Linked DNA regions of Anas platyrhynchos: region 2 is linked to region 1. The links are chromatin contacts, called in public Hi-C maps. All regions are on one chromosome and are shown on one strand. Each heading gives the region's core, a stretch centred on a gene start, on an enhancer-like site or on the middle of the called end of the contact. The rest is flanking DNA. Distances are from core to core; before and after follow the strand shown. Region 1 overlaps TEKT5 (tektin 5). Region 2 holds the start of EMP2 (epithelial membrane protein 2).

Evidence for each region. Hi-C and Micro-C count contacts between places; a contact is called where the count stands out from the background.
Region 2: a contact with region 1 is called in a Hi-C map of F5 follicle, with 4 times the contacts expected there. The contact joins the promoter of EMP2 here to the enhancer-like site in region 1. A contact is called at or near these places in 2 of 8 Hi-C or Micro-C datasets (F5 follicle and small yellow follicle).

Annotation. Positions count from the first base shown.
Region 1 is chr15:3,366,581-3,373,374 of IASCAAS_PekinDuck_T2T, forward strand. All of the region lies in intron 5 of TEKT5 (tektin 5), which reads left to right. The region is part of intron 5 of LOC113845300 (a long non-coding RNA gene); the gene reads right to left. Among named protein-coding and RNA genes, the nearest start is that of TEKT5, 19 kb to the left of the region's middle. Within about 2 kb of position 2,446, at least 4 of the 8 cell types and tissues checked have an H3K27ac peak or open chromatin away from gene starts, as enhancers often do. A contact at or near this core is called in F5 follicle, where this site is marked.
Region 2 is chr15:3,442,789-3,449,582 of IASCAAS_PekinDuck_T2T, forward strand. It overlaps EMP2 (epithelial membrane protein 2), which reads left to right and starts at 2,428. Exons shown (of 5, transcript XM_013106876.5): 1 at 2,428-2,610. The region is part of intron 2 of LOC113845300 (a long non-coding RNA gene); the gene reads right to left.

The DNA.
Region 1 (6,794 bases), core at 1,196-3,695:
TGATTCTGGGATTAATCAAGGTCATAACAATGTTCACCCATAACAAGTTCGTCCAGAATTTGGATGGCAGAACCCTAGAAATATGAGGTGCTGGAGGCAAAAGACGAGGAGTCCTGGCTGGCTCATTGGCCAGGGTTAGCTCCCAAACCAAGGAAGTTGTTACAGCTCTGCTGTGTTTCATTGTCACTGGGCTCCCAGTGGATGTGGTTGTTTGGGGATGGAAATATTCTGTAAGAGTCTAATCACAATGTATAACTCTGGTCAGACTCAGAGCTTTTCTAGAACCTGATTTTTAGGTGAATAGAAAATATAGCCTATGGAATACAATGTAGGAGATAGTAATATGGCACCTTCATGCCTCACTGCAAGAAACATTCAATTTATGACAAGAAAAATTATGGTAAATATATTTTACATCTGATGTAAAATGTACACAATCTTTAGGAAAAGAAATAAAAACCTTTAATCATGGTGCCAACCCCTCATTAGTATGTTTGCATCTCTTTTCCATAAAGATAATATTAACATAAGTGTTTACCTTGGCCTCACTCTCCTGGAAATACCCAATAGGACAGGATGTTTACATGCAATAGCTCTGAGAATCAGTCAGACCAGACAGCAAGTGACCTGTCTATGTAGCCCACTATTTATACCATGCCTAAACACCTGATTATCTCAGTGAGCACCATGCAAGACAGAACACCTGCACTCTGCTCAGAGGCATTTGTATGCTCAGAGGCAGAGCTGCCCAGCACCACCCTTCCTGCAAGGTTTGCTATTCCTCTACCTGGGAGCACAGGGATCAGAAACATTCTGGAAAAACAGATACATGTTTAGAAAACCATGAAAAAATAACCACCTACTCCAAAAAACAAGAAACCATGATTCTGAGTATTTCCATTCAGTTCACTGAGAATGTATGCTCTTAAAAACAGTTTCCCCTGCTCTTTTTTCTTTTTTTCTTTTTTTTTGAAAAGTCAGTATACTACATCAACATATGATGGAAATTAACTCTTGCCTTTTTGCTTGATATATTTTACTCTATACCTGAAGAACCTACAGGATTCTTTTTTAGTAAGTTACTCCATCTCTTAAGCAGGTCACCCTCTCAGACATTCCATCCCTCACACAGTATTTTTTATTACATTTAAATTTATTTATAAATTGAATCAACCAACCTTTCCTGTCTTAGCAACTACTGAATATGTTTATATGGTGGCTAGACAAAAATATGGAATACATTTTATACCCAAACCATTTACTTCTAATTCAAAGAATAAACCTACTTACATATATAACTAGCATAAAACACAGGATGAAAACCAGGAAAACCTCAGTGGCAGTAGAACAAGGAACTGCCTACCAGCCTCCGAAAGAATTTTCAAACTACTCATGTGTGAAATTCTAAGAGGAGCCTGCCTACGGCTGTTGAAAAGGCCTTGCTCTGAACAGGGCCATAAAGAACTCCTGAAGTCAGACAGGCAGTGCCCACCCAAGCTGCATAAAGGAGAGGGGAGACAGGGCTGTGAGCAGGAGCATGCATATAGGAGAGGGAACACCTTCCCCATGGCACTCTCCCCACGTAAGGCATTCATCTCAGACCCTGATGTATCCTCACGTAAATTTTATGCATGTTTTTTTTTTGCCACTTTCTTCTCTTCCTTATTTTATGTCTTAAAACCTGAGTCACTTACAGTTTCTCATGTCTGTTCCTGGTGGCTGGGTATACACTTAAGCTTATTGTTTAATAGTGGAACCTGTTGGACGATTAACGAAGAGTGACTCAGAATTGGTTGAGAAGGTGTGTGCTGGTTGGTGTAAGCAGCTCAAACTTGCCTGGAAAAACCTGTTTGAAGGAGGAAATAATTATTTAAGCTGGGACTACATACACATTAGACTGTTACCTACAAACCAAGCGAAGTTACAGGTGAAAACTAAGGCACTAACTTGAAAACAAAAGTAGATTCCTGTCTCCTAAAATGGTTGCTTCATCTCACAAAATCATAAAGACTTGCATAGACTAGACCAGAGTACTAACTCTGGGCAAGTGGAGAATCCTGGCTTCTCAGCATGCCATGCAGCAATGCTCCACTTCATGGAATAGCCTAAGGGGAATATGAAATGAGGTAGGCTAGAATAAACATAATCAAGTGAGAGCCATTGCTCATCAGGATGCATTCAGGTTATCATGAATCCATGTGCCTTTATTTGCAAAATCTCACACCAAGGAATACACTTCCAGCTGCCAAGTAAAGGCAGCCTGGATTGAATGAAAACAAGCTTTTTCTGACATTGATATAGAAGACAACATTTTTCTGCTGTGACATTTAAATATGAGAAACAGAGGTGGTTGTTACTACTACTGCTCCCTCCCCTGCAGCCCATCTGCGCTCAGGCAATTCATATAGGCTTCCAGAGGAAACAGGATTTAGTTCAAGGCAGCAGTGCTCATTTATGTTTATAAAACTGTTCCTTATTCTCAGAACGGGCTGTCTTGTACCAAAACAAGAGATGAGTGTATGCAGTAGCTTGTCTAGAAAAGAAGCATATTCAGGCTTTAAAGATCATGAGACAAACATCAACAACATAGCTTAGTGTAGGGGGTTTACATTTCTTAATGACTACAAAGAATCTAATTTCTAACAAGAATCAGCAGCTGCACAAGCCATAGCGGTTTCTCTCTCTGGCATCATCTCTGTCTAGAGGCATCTTTTCTCTATTAAAGGGATGTGTACCCTTCTCTCAGATGAAGTAACTTGAGAGAGAATGGTGTGCACAAGACTCAAACTGCATATTTAATTGTTATTTTGACCAGGTTTAGCAAAACCACATTAATAATAGAGTATTTTATGATACACCTAAAATGCTGGTCCCGCAGCATCCGAAGGTATGAAACAGTGTAAAATTGTAGAAAAATATGACAGAACTTCTGAGCCTTATTGTTGTCCTTCAATAGTTAAGCATATAGCAATGATGTATACAAACAGTTAAGCATTTTCTTGTGTATAGTTATGTCTTCCTCTGTTATTTTGAAAATATTTTTGCAAATCCAGGCCAAGTTAAATGATCCCATACTTTTCTCCCCCTTTAATTTAAATAAAGCTGTTTTAAAATAAACATCTTGTACATTTTAGGGACAGTGGAAAAGTTAAATAGAAACTGCATATAAGTGTGAAATTGATTGGATTATTCTCAAGGATAAAAATTAAAAAATGCATATATGAATTCAGTGGAAGGAGGCTTTTTAGAGGGTTGGAAATTGTTGCAATAAATATATGAAAGGCTCAGATTTCCTGGTCCTCTTTCAATCTGTACGGGGTAGACAGGTAAACCATGCAGAAATTGATTGTAAGGACACTGATTAAATATCCAGATATGTATTTAATGACTTCTTTGTTCTGTAAGTAGTATTTACATTCTAATAGTTTCTTTTTTTTTTTTTTTTTCCTTTCTATATCTCTTCTGTGAAAATGTTATGTTTAAGACAAGGTAAAGAAAATGTTGGGAATTTTGTATGTTTCCTTTGGCACACATGACGTTCAAAGTATGCCTTAGCTTTCAGATTTGTTGACTGTACTTATGCCATCCCTATTCCCATTGTTATGAAGCTTTATAAATAAAAACTTGCAGTATTCCCAAGCACAGACCAATCCAGTAGAGACTCTTGATGTCCCTGGTGAATTGTGCAATGCATTGATTTTAAGATCTTTTCCTAGGGCCCAAACTAATCAGATGCTTCTCTTAACTGTGGCATTTAGACATCCCATACAAATATACACAAAAAATGCACAAAACCACTGCTCAAAATGTTTCTAACTCTTCTAAAATACAGTTAAACTAGTTGAGTCATTACCTTCTGATGTTACATTCTGTTGAGAAGTGTGACTATTAAATGTTTGTTTTCTTTTGTTAAATGATTCCCGGACTATTTCTTACCATCATCTGAATTAAACAAACAAACAAACAAACAAAACTTTATAAATCATAAAATGATGACCTGCAATTAAGCTTCAAAAGAAATAAACCCTAAACACCAGAGCAAAGAACATGGTAATGTCTATTAAGAATTTGGCTATCATATGACAGTAAAAATTATTCTAATGTATTTCACATTTAAGATCTGGGTTACACTTGTAATCCAAAGATTGAAAGATAACATAGTTTTAATATGAAATAATGTGCTCATGTGCTCTAAAATGAATCAGCCACATTTACACTATTTAAATATGGTAACTTACAATAAACTTAAAAATTTTACAGAATTAATTGATTGAAATATGGAAATGTGGATGAAAAAAGTTTTAAAAAGTGAGATACACAATATTAAATATAAAGGAATTTACAAAAGCAGGAGGCAGCTGCCTCCCACCATATTATGTAGCTGCTGCTTTTTGCATTCAGCTACCAAACACTGAGTAAACTTCAGAAGCAAAAAGGAGTAATGATAACTGTCAGGCCATAGCATTTTAAAGATGCTTGTCCATATGACTATCCTGATTACATGATGAAACACGTGTGACTTTCTCCCAGTCTTTCTGTGTACTCAGCCTATGAAAATTCACGTCCTTGGTGAAGTGAGAGAGTGGCAGGAGAGCAGTTTTCTGAAAGCTCTCAAGAATGCTGCAGCACAAAACTTTCCTCATGTCCTGGAAGGGAAGGTTTCCGGATGGACAGCTGCCTGAGCCAGTCCCTCACCATGCTCTCTTAAGAACACACTGCTCAGCATTTGTTGTTTTTGCTCCTTGCCTTTGGAGGTCATCCAGAAATGACGTAGGCTGGTGCAGCACTATCTGGTGATCCTCCCCACCAATCCGTTTATGTAGAGTAGATTATCTAAATCATTTTATCCAATGTGTAGCCCGAATGAGTAATCAAAAATTGTTAGTACAAAGCTTTTGTGATGTGTTGTAGGTGGTTCCCCTGAGGGCATTTTAGTCTGTAGGTCTCAACTGACAGCACTTAAAAAAAATAAAAAAATTAAAAAAAAAAAAAGTAAGAAAAAAAAGAGAACACACAATGAATCTAAACCACATCCACTTATAGGCAGCCAGGCAGGATATAAAGATGGTGGCATAGTTTAACATTTGAATTTTAAGTTCACAGGCAGGTTTAAACTTTTTTTTTTTTTTTTTTTTTTAAGCAAATGACTAGGATTTGCTCAGTAGCACTCATCATTTGCCTTGGTTGTGCATAAAGCTTTTGTGGACCGCTGGCATCATTATAAGCACAAGGTGCTTTAGTGTCCTGAAGTCCTGTGGCATGAGGGTACTCTGTAGTTACTATGCATTATGCAGACACAACATTACAAGGGTTGGGTATACAACTGAATTCTCTGTGACTCAGATAAAAGCTCTCTTTTCACAACTTAAGAACTACCAGATTCTCAATAAAGGGAAATATTTTCTATTTAGACTCATGTGCTTGCCCTTCTCAAACATAAACATTGTGTGAATTTGTAGGCTGTGCAAGCTTTAAATACTTTGAGTCACTAAATATGACTAGATACAAGAAGACTCTTGTCCTATGCCAGTTTTATGTATTAGTATTCTAAAAAGAAAGGACTATACAATGTCCTGCCTCTCTATCATTAAGATAACACCCAGGTGTTTTCTACATGTGTAGCGGGCAACGAGGTCCAGCCAGATGCAAACTCAAAGCACAGTAAGTGCTGTGAAGGGACAGAAACAAATCTCAGGTTTGATAAATACCAACATTCACACACCTGAAACATTAGTACTGAAATCAAAATACAGGGGTTTATGGTTTGGTGGTTGTACTTGCACTGTGGCCATGTGAATGCATGAGAAGAGTATTCAAGAGAAGTGTGGCTTCGGAAAGCCTCTCTTGTAAAGTTCTTTCTGCTAGATGAACTTGAAAATGGCAGTCCTCAGGGACTAAGGATAGATTATACATGGGAAATCTGCTCAGCATGGTATGTACTAGAATTGGCTTGTTCCTCCTACATCTTAATGTAATTTACCTTTTCAGACATGCAGAAGGCAAGAGTAAAGGGCACCAAGCCATAACAGAAGCACTATCATGTATTAATAGACTTGCCATTGTTTGCTATAGCCCAAATAATGATTTGTGGCACTGTTACCTGAAATACAGAAGACTACTAAATTTCTTCCCTGGTCTTCTATATAAATTTGGATACTGCTTCCAGAATTTGCTGCAGTTAGTGTTTCTGAGCACATGCTGAGTCCCCTTTGAGGGCTTCCTGTTTTCCTTCCATGTATAGAATACACATGAGATACTTATGAGAGAGAGGGCAGAAAAAATATATCAGAAAATGTTCTTTTTATCTCCTTACACTTCTTTAACTTGCTCAGAACAACTTGCATTAATTACCCACAAAATAGCTTGTAACTTCACTCCACTCCCTGAATAAATGGCATTTTGATTCATGCTGTCATGAGACAAGGTAGCAGCACAGTGACTACATTACATAGGTACTATAACATGAGCACATTTCTAAACTGCTACATTGGTCTGCGGCAGCTGCTTTCACAGACACAGTTCATTTCTAATGAAGTGCTCTAGGTTGCTTTAATTCCTCTGTTTCACTGACAGATTTCCCCCACAAAAGTGGATTTCCACCTGATGCTAAAGAGAGAAAACATTACCACCAACAAAGCTCAAAGTGTAAACCACAGAGGTCTTACTCAGAATCAGGACTGAGAACACAAATCCCCCCGCTCTTTCATTATAGGTAGAAAACAAATATTCACCCAATCATTTCTTAAATTGAAACATAACTTTGCCCTGTTCTTACCAGGCTGAGGAGATGTGTG
Region 2 (6,794 bases), core at 1,178-3,677, 76 kb after region 1:
ATGGCTTTGTGCAGGAACAAAATTGAGATATATATTCACTCAGTAAATCAAAGAGGAAGAAGTGCAAGGCTAGCTGTTATATGAGAATATGGTTTTCCACTGGTAGGATTGTAAACAGCATCCTACGTGACATTTTAACTGCAGAGAAAAGAAAGCAACACCGTTTAGATGGGATTCTTAAAAGGTAGAGCTATGAGGCTGTTGTGGTTTTCTGAAAGCAGGCCAGCCTGGGCACTCCGGCCGCATCTCGTTCAATCTGAGCAGCCTGCATGCTGCCAACAAGACATATGTTTCCTTAAAATTGTCGGGAATGCAAAGCAATGCGAGACAAGTCTAGACTGATCGCAGGATAAATGCAAGAAGCAACGAAGTGGATCCAAGTGTGTGGTGGATGATATTTACCTGGCAAGGAAACAGTTGCAAGTGTTCAAGTCCTGGAATGAGGTGGGGGAAAGAAGAGAGGGAGAAAGAAACCCTTTCCCAGAACAGCACTTGTTTCCACAGAAGACTTCACCTCCAATCAGTGGGGAAATTCAGCTTAGCTAAATTTGCTCTCCTCTTTGTTAGGCAAATACATCTCCCTCTTTCTCAACACAAGTATTTGCAGATCAGGTTGAAGAGCCAGGTCCTGAGCGTAGGTACTGTACAAGCCATGCAGTTTGATCTCACTCAAAAATTGCTGTTTCTGCTAAACCCACCAGATTATGCCCTGAGCTGTTGCTCTCCCCTTCTTTTGCAGGTACCTCCCTGATGCCCCTCCACCTACTGAAAACTTATTTGCAAAAATCCTGTACTTTGCCTTATGTCACTTCTTGATCATCCTAATCACACTACCTCTTAAAAAATAAAAATACATTTTTTAATGGCTTTCACTTAAAACTTACAGTGCTGCTCCTACCTTCCACAAAGTCCTGTCCTTGATCTAAACCCCAACACTGCACAGTTTGCTCCCAGGGATGCTGTTCAAATTGCCCAACTTATTCAGTACCTATTCTGACGGGCAGACGTCAGTCCTGGACAAACGGCCTGCCTGGCGGAGTACACTTCGATTTCCTCTGACTTACATGTGTTTGTTTCCTGTGGAAACAGGCAGCAGGTCAGAGGGAAAAGGGAGGAGGGCCACACACACCCAGGGCTGCAAGCACGGTGCCGACAGACCTCTCTTGTTAGTATTTTCCTTCTCAGCTTCAAAGTTTTTCCACTCATTAATAGTCTTTGTTTAAACTAACCAGTAGCTCTCGTCCATACCCTTTCTGACAAAGTGATCTTCACAGCTTGCTGCAACACTATGGCATTTACTTACTTCCCAAAGTTTACTTAAAATTAGTGTATATATAGGTTCCAGCTATTACAATACAGCTTCACTTGCTTTGGGGATTATTTATTTATTATTTATTTATTTATTTTTGTACGAAGACCTGCATTTTAGTATTGCCAAGTACCTACATTCAAACATAAGTACATTTTGTGATTGGCTTAAAAAATGATAGGTTTCACAAAATAATTTTGGGCTTCTTTTAGATGATATTTTCTTCTTTTTTTGAATATGAATAAAGCCTTTTACCCTCATACCCAATATTCCTGTGATTGTCTTTGAGAAAATGCTAAGTGCTTTGAGATTCCTAATGATGATGCAAGAATTACAACACATGGCTGTCTCTCAATACCCTTTTGCACTGTTTACATAATAGAAGTTAAAATGTAAAATTTGCAAGACTTGTTAATACCTTTAATTTATGTTTGTCATTAGAATAGTCTGTAACTCAATAAAAACTTTAGTTCTTAGTAATGGTTGGGCTCATGTTATGCCCATTTAGTGTTAATTCTTGTAATCACTATGAAACAAATTCCACTCTGTAAGAAGTTTTTAAAAGTACACAGGTCCAAATCCTGTCTGTGGCAATAGCCAGTTAAGTCAATGAGATTTAGAAATGCGTATCTGAGGTCAGAATCTAGTTCATTGTCGTTTCACACAGCACCAAAATGCTCACATGGAGCACATCCAAATCCAAATGCATATCACACTGACTTTGGTGTGTGCTAAAATCTGTAGAGGCTGAGTTTTCTCCCTTTCCTGTAATGCTTTTCTTGTGAGATTTAGCAAAGTGATCATTAAATACTTAAACTTACGTAAGGCTCAGTAGGAGCAATGTTCTGATCTTCTAACAGACAGCCTTAGAAGGAGCTAACACTTTGCATGCATGGAGACATACTATAATCGTAAACAAAGATAATGTATTTCCAAATGGCATACAGTAAGAGCTTTTGTAGCGTGTGCTAGCCCTCAGATAATATGTTAATCCAAAAATTCTTTTCAGATGACCCAGTTCATGGACTGGAATTTTTATGCGTACATATTTGGAAGTGTACGTGTGTATGTGTGCACAAATTTATATGCAGAGAAGTGTGTCTGCACAGAGGCTTGCCGTTTAAGTGGGAAAGCTGAAGGAATGCTGTCAGTTCCTGCATGGGCCCCACAGTAAAGCACCTTATAGATGGATGAGAGTCTAGTTCTGGGTATTTACAAGTGTATTGTACAGAACAGAGTCACACATCAGGACAGGGTCCTCACTGGTAGAGCTGCTTGTCATTCATCTTTTGCTGCGAATGGTAAGTCTCTTTGTGTGCTTGGATATTAGTAGAAAATAGGAATTCTAAATAGCTTCTTTCACTTTACAGATGAGATGAAAAATGACATTTATTCATTTCCTACATTCTAAACATCTGATGTTATTTGAAATATGCTGAAAATGAGCAATTATCTTGAGGCACAGGCAAGCAAGTTTTTTAATTTGTTCTTAATAACTTGTGAGCAGTTCAAGATTTCTGCTTTCTGGGTGACAAGGTCAGTAACCAAACTGACAAAATATAATATTTATCTAAGCAGTACAAGTGGCTACTTTTCAAAATTGTTTCTTTATTGGAGGGCACTTTGACCTTGTTTTGGATTTTGTTTGCCCAGTCATATCTTAGTCTTGCCATTTTAACCACACATGTCAGCAGATTTCAAACAATTGTAAGTTTTCTGTGACCAAGTCCTTATTTTTAATAACATGTCCTCTTTTTTAATATCAAGATCTAGACTACTGTTTTCATATCTCTAGCACAGTAACTGGTTAGAAGTCTTTTTTTTCTGTGTTTGATTAGTAAAGCTGATAGATTTAGAGGGTTGGGTTGCTATTGCAATTGTTTTGGCAGGATGGAAAGAAACATACAAGTTTATTTGTAATGTATGAAGTCCTTGACATACTGTACTGTACTTCAGAGGCTCCACAATTTATTTTTTAATTGTGGCTTGCCTTTAGTCCTTTCCAATTTCTTTCCTTTCGTTTTCCAAACAAAGCTAGGCTGTCAAAACCTAAGTTTACAGATTTTAACAGCTAGATCCGATTACTGAGCTTATTTTTTTATTTACTATTATCATGAGTCTGCACAACTCATGACTAAGTAGAAGATCTCTGCATATGGGCTAAAGAGAGACACTAGCCAGCAGAAACAAAATATCCTTCTGATTTCACCACTGCTGGACTGAATGCTTTTGCCATCATCATCCATAACCATTTTCTGAAATACTGCTTTTAAAAAGTTCTCATAATGAAATCACTGCACTGGCAAATAGCTTTGTCAGATCCAGTAATAACTTTTCCAGGGGCAGCAACACAGTTTGCTTTGGCTAGTTTTGTCAGAATTTTTATTGGTTTCCTTAAAGAATTCTTACTGGTTTCCTACAACTTTAATACAAAAAGAGCATTTTTCAAGAGAACATGCAAGAGTGGGGCAGAAAAGGAAGGGCGAGCTCTTCCTTTTCAATTAAACAATCTCCACAGGTCCTGCAGATCAACATGGGAAAGAAAAGGAAAATTGGAAATAATATATCCTATATGTCTACTGCATAAATCATGGAACAGACCTCCCTGATATTCTGTGCTATTTACGCCTAAGTCTTTCACTTGTTTCAGCAAAGCCTTACTGCAGCTACCTAAAGGCTTTCATTTTCAGATGTATTTTTGGGGAGGGAGGGACTCACACACCATTTGGTTCAGCAGGTGACAGCAGAATAAAGGGCATTCTTTTAAGAATGCTTTGAAGTTCATTCTACACCTTCCTAAGCATTTGGCAATTACTGCCTCTTCACATGAAAAACTAATAAAGAAAAAACACAGCTCAAACAGGAATACAGTCATTCTCTCTCCTTGTTTTTTTTTTTTTTCTTTTTATTTATTTATTTTTTTCCCAGCCATAGGAATCAATGACTGGGTTAATTCAGCATCCACCCTGCTGGGAGACAGAAACTAAGAGGAAACTTGCAACCTACAGCCTACATTTTAGAAGATAACTGTCAAAAAAAAAAAAAAAAAAAAAAAAAAACTTGCTATGGAAAGGTCATTTTCTCACTCATTTATACACATTAATCACCAGAAAAGAAATGCAAAGGTAGAGATCCGATATTTCAATCAGATCTAATTTTTGACATTACAGAAGAATAGATGAGAGATCTTATTGGACTTCAATTCAACTAATACCTTGAGGAATATATGAAACATCTGCTGGTGCTTAAAAAACAGGTCTAAACTTGCTAAAGAAGGCCATTATATTCAGACTTTCTTTCTTCTAATTCAGATGCTAAAGTAGAAGTGTTGTACTAAAAAGTTTGTAATTTCAACTCAACCTGAAAAGAGAATAAATTTTTGGGTCATCTTACACAAGCTTTTTATATAAACCCCTTATACCAACTCATGTGCTACTGTTTATGGGTATACATGAGCCACCAAGTCTAGAACGGTAGCCATCCTATATTCAAACACAAGAGATGCAGTAAGTGGGAGGTAGAGCAAAACTAACCAGAACAGATGGAAACAACTACAGGAAGAGAAAGACCCCTTCGTCATCAAAGCCCTCTAATGCCGTGGCGAAATGGTTAATATTATCATCATTTTGGTGACATGCAGACTGGAGAACTAGACAATGAATGGTTGGAAAATTGGCTGGCTCAAAGATTTGTGACCAGTGCTGCAATGTCCAGCTGGTGACCCGCAGAATCCTTCGGGTGACAATACCAAGACCACTAACTACTGTTTAATGTCTTTATTAGTGACCTGGATGGTAGCACTGAGGGCATGCTCACTCAGCAAGTTCACAGACTATACCGACTTGAGAGATGCAGTTGATAAGCAAGGTGGCAGGGCTGCAAATCAGAAGAACCTTGACAAAAAGGAACAGACAGGAACTACATAAAATTCAACAAAGCTCAACAAGTGCAAAGTCCTGCAATGTGGACTGAGCGATGACAAGAAACAATTTAGGCTGGGTTCCAGCTGCCCAGGGAGCAGCTTTGCAGAAAAGGCCCTGGGGACTGTGATGGGCAAGCTACACATGAGACAGCAGCATGTCCTTGCTACAAAGGTTTGTCACCTGCTGGGTCATGTTATCAAGAGCTCTCAGAAGATTAAAGAATGTAGTTATTCCACTGGATTCCACTGGATTCCACTTTTTAGCCCACACAGGGAATACTGGGTCCAGTTTTGGTCTTCCCAGTTCAAGTGAAACATTGAAAAATTATAGAGGGCCAAGAAGAGGGACATTAAGATGATCAGAGAGCTGAAGAACTAGACATATAAAGAAATCCTCAAAGAATTGGGTTTGTTTAGCCTAGGAAAGAAAAGCCTCAGGGGTGGCCTCATGGTATTCCAATACCTGAAAGATAGTTACAGAGTAGGTGGAGGTACTCCCTTCACAAGGACACACAGTGGCAGGACAAGAAGCAATGGATACAAGATGCTCCACAGAAAATTGTCTGGATATAAGAAAAAAATCTTCATTGTGAGTTTGTCTAAAGAAGTGCTGAATCTACCGTACCAGTAATATTCAAGACTTACTCAGACAGCCTCTTAGATAACCTGATCTAAGGCCCTGTTTTCAATACAAGTTTGGAACAGGTGATCTTCTGAGGTCTATTCCAACTTGGATTTTTCTATACTTCCGTAGGTGTAAACACAGCAAAAACAAATAATGTGTGAAAAAGAAAATTATACATAATGCTGTCAATACACACCATGAAAAATGTATTCCCTTCCCACTGTCCTTAAATTTTTAAGAAACTTTTCCATAAATTGATGAGAAAGCCAAGCTATTTTTTAAAAGCAAAATAACATTTGTATTTCTTTACAAGGGAAAAGCTGAGAGATTTTATCGTCTAGTCCCATTTATTTCACTAATGATACATTATGTCTGAAAAGCCTTATGGAAAGTAAGACTCTTCAGCATCATATCTGAGTGCTAAATTAAGGCTTCTATCGCCTTCTTCACATCCCTACATTGAAATCAGCTTTGTCTGCAAGTAGTCCTATCTTTTGTCATAACAGTATAGTTTTGGATCTTTCAGCTTACAGATGTCCTGCCCTGTTCAGTGGCAGTGAGAAAGAGCAAGGATACAACTTTCAGTTGGTTGCTCACAGAATACAGACATCCATACCATTCTTCCTAGCAGATTAATAAAAACTTTTTTAATAAATAATAAAAAGAAAAAAGGCAGCACAACTCACATATTTTTGGCTTGTCCAAAGAAATAGTAAGAATCAAACCCAAGGAAATGGCTTGAACCTGCAGGAGTTCAGGTTCAGGCTCATTATCAGGAAAAGGTTCTTCACCAAGAGGGTGGTTGGGCACTGGAACAGGCTCCCCAGAGATGTAGTCATGGCACTGAGCCTGACAGAGATCAAGGAGCATTTGGACACTGCATATGGCCTGATGTTTGGGTGGTCCTTTGCGGACCCAGGAATAGGACTCAGTGGTCC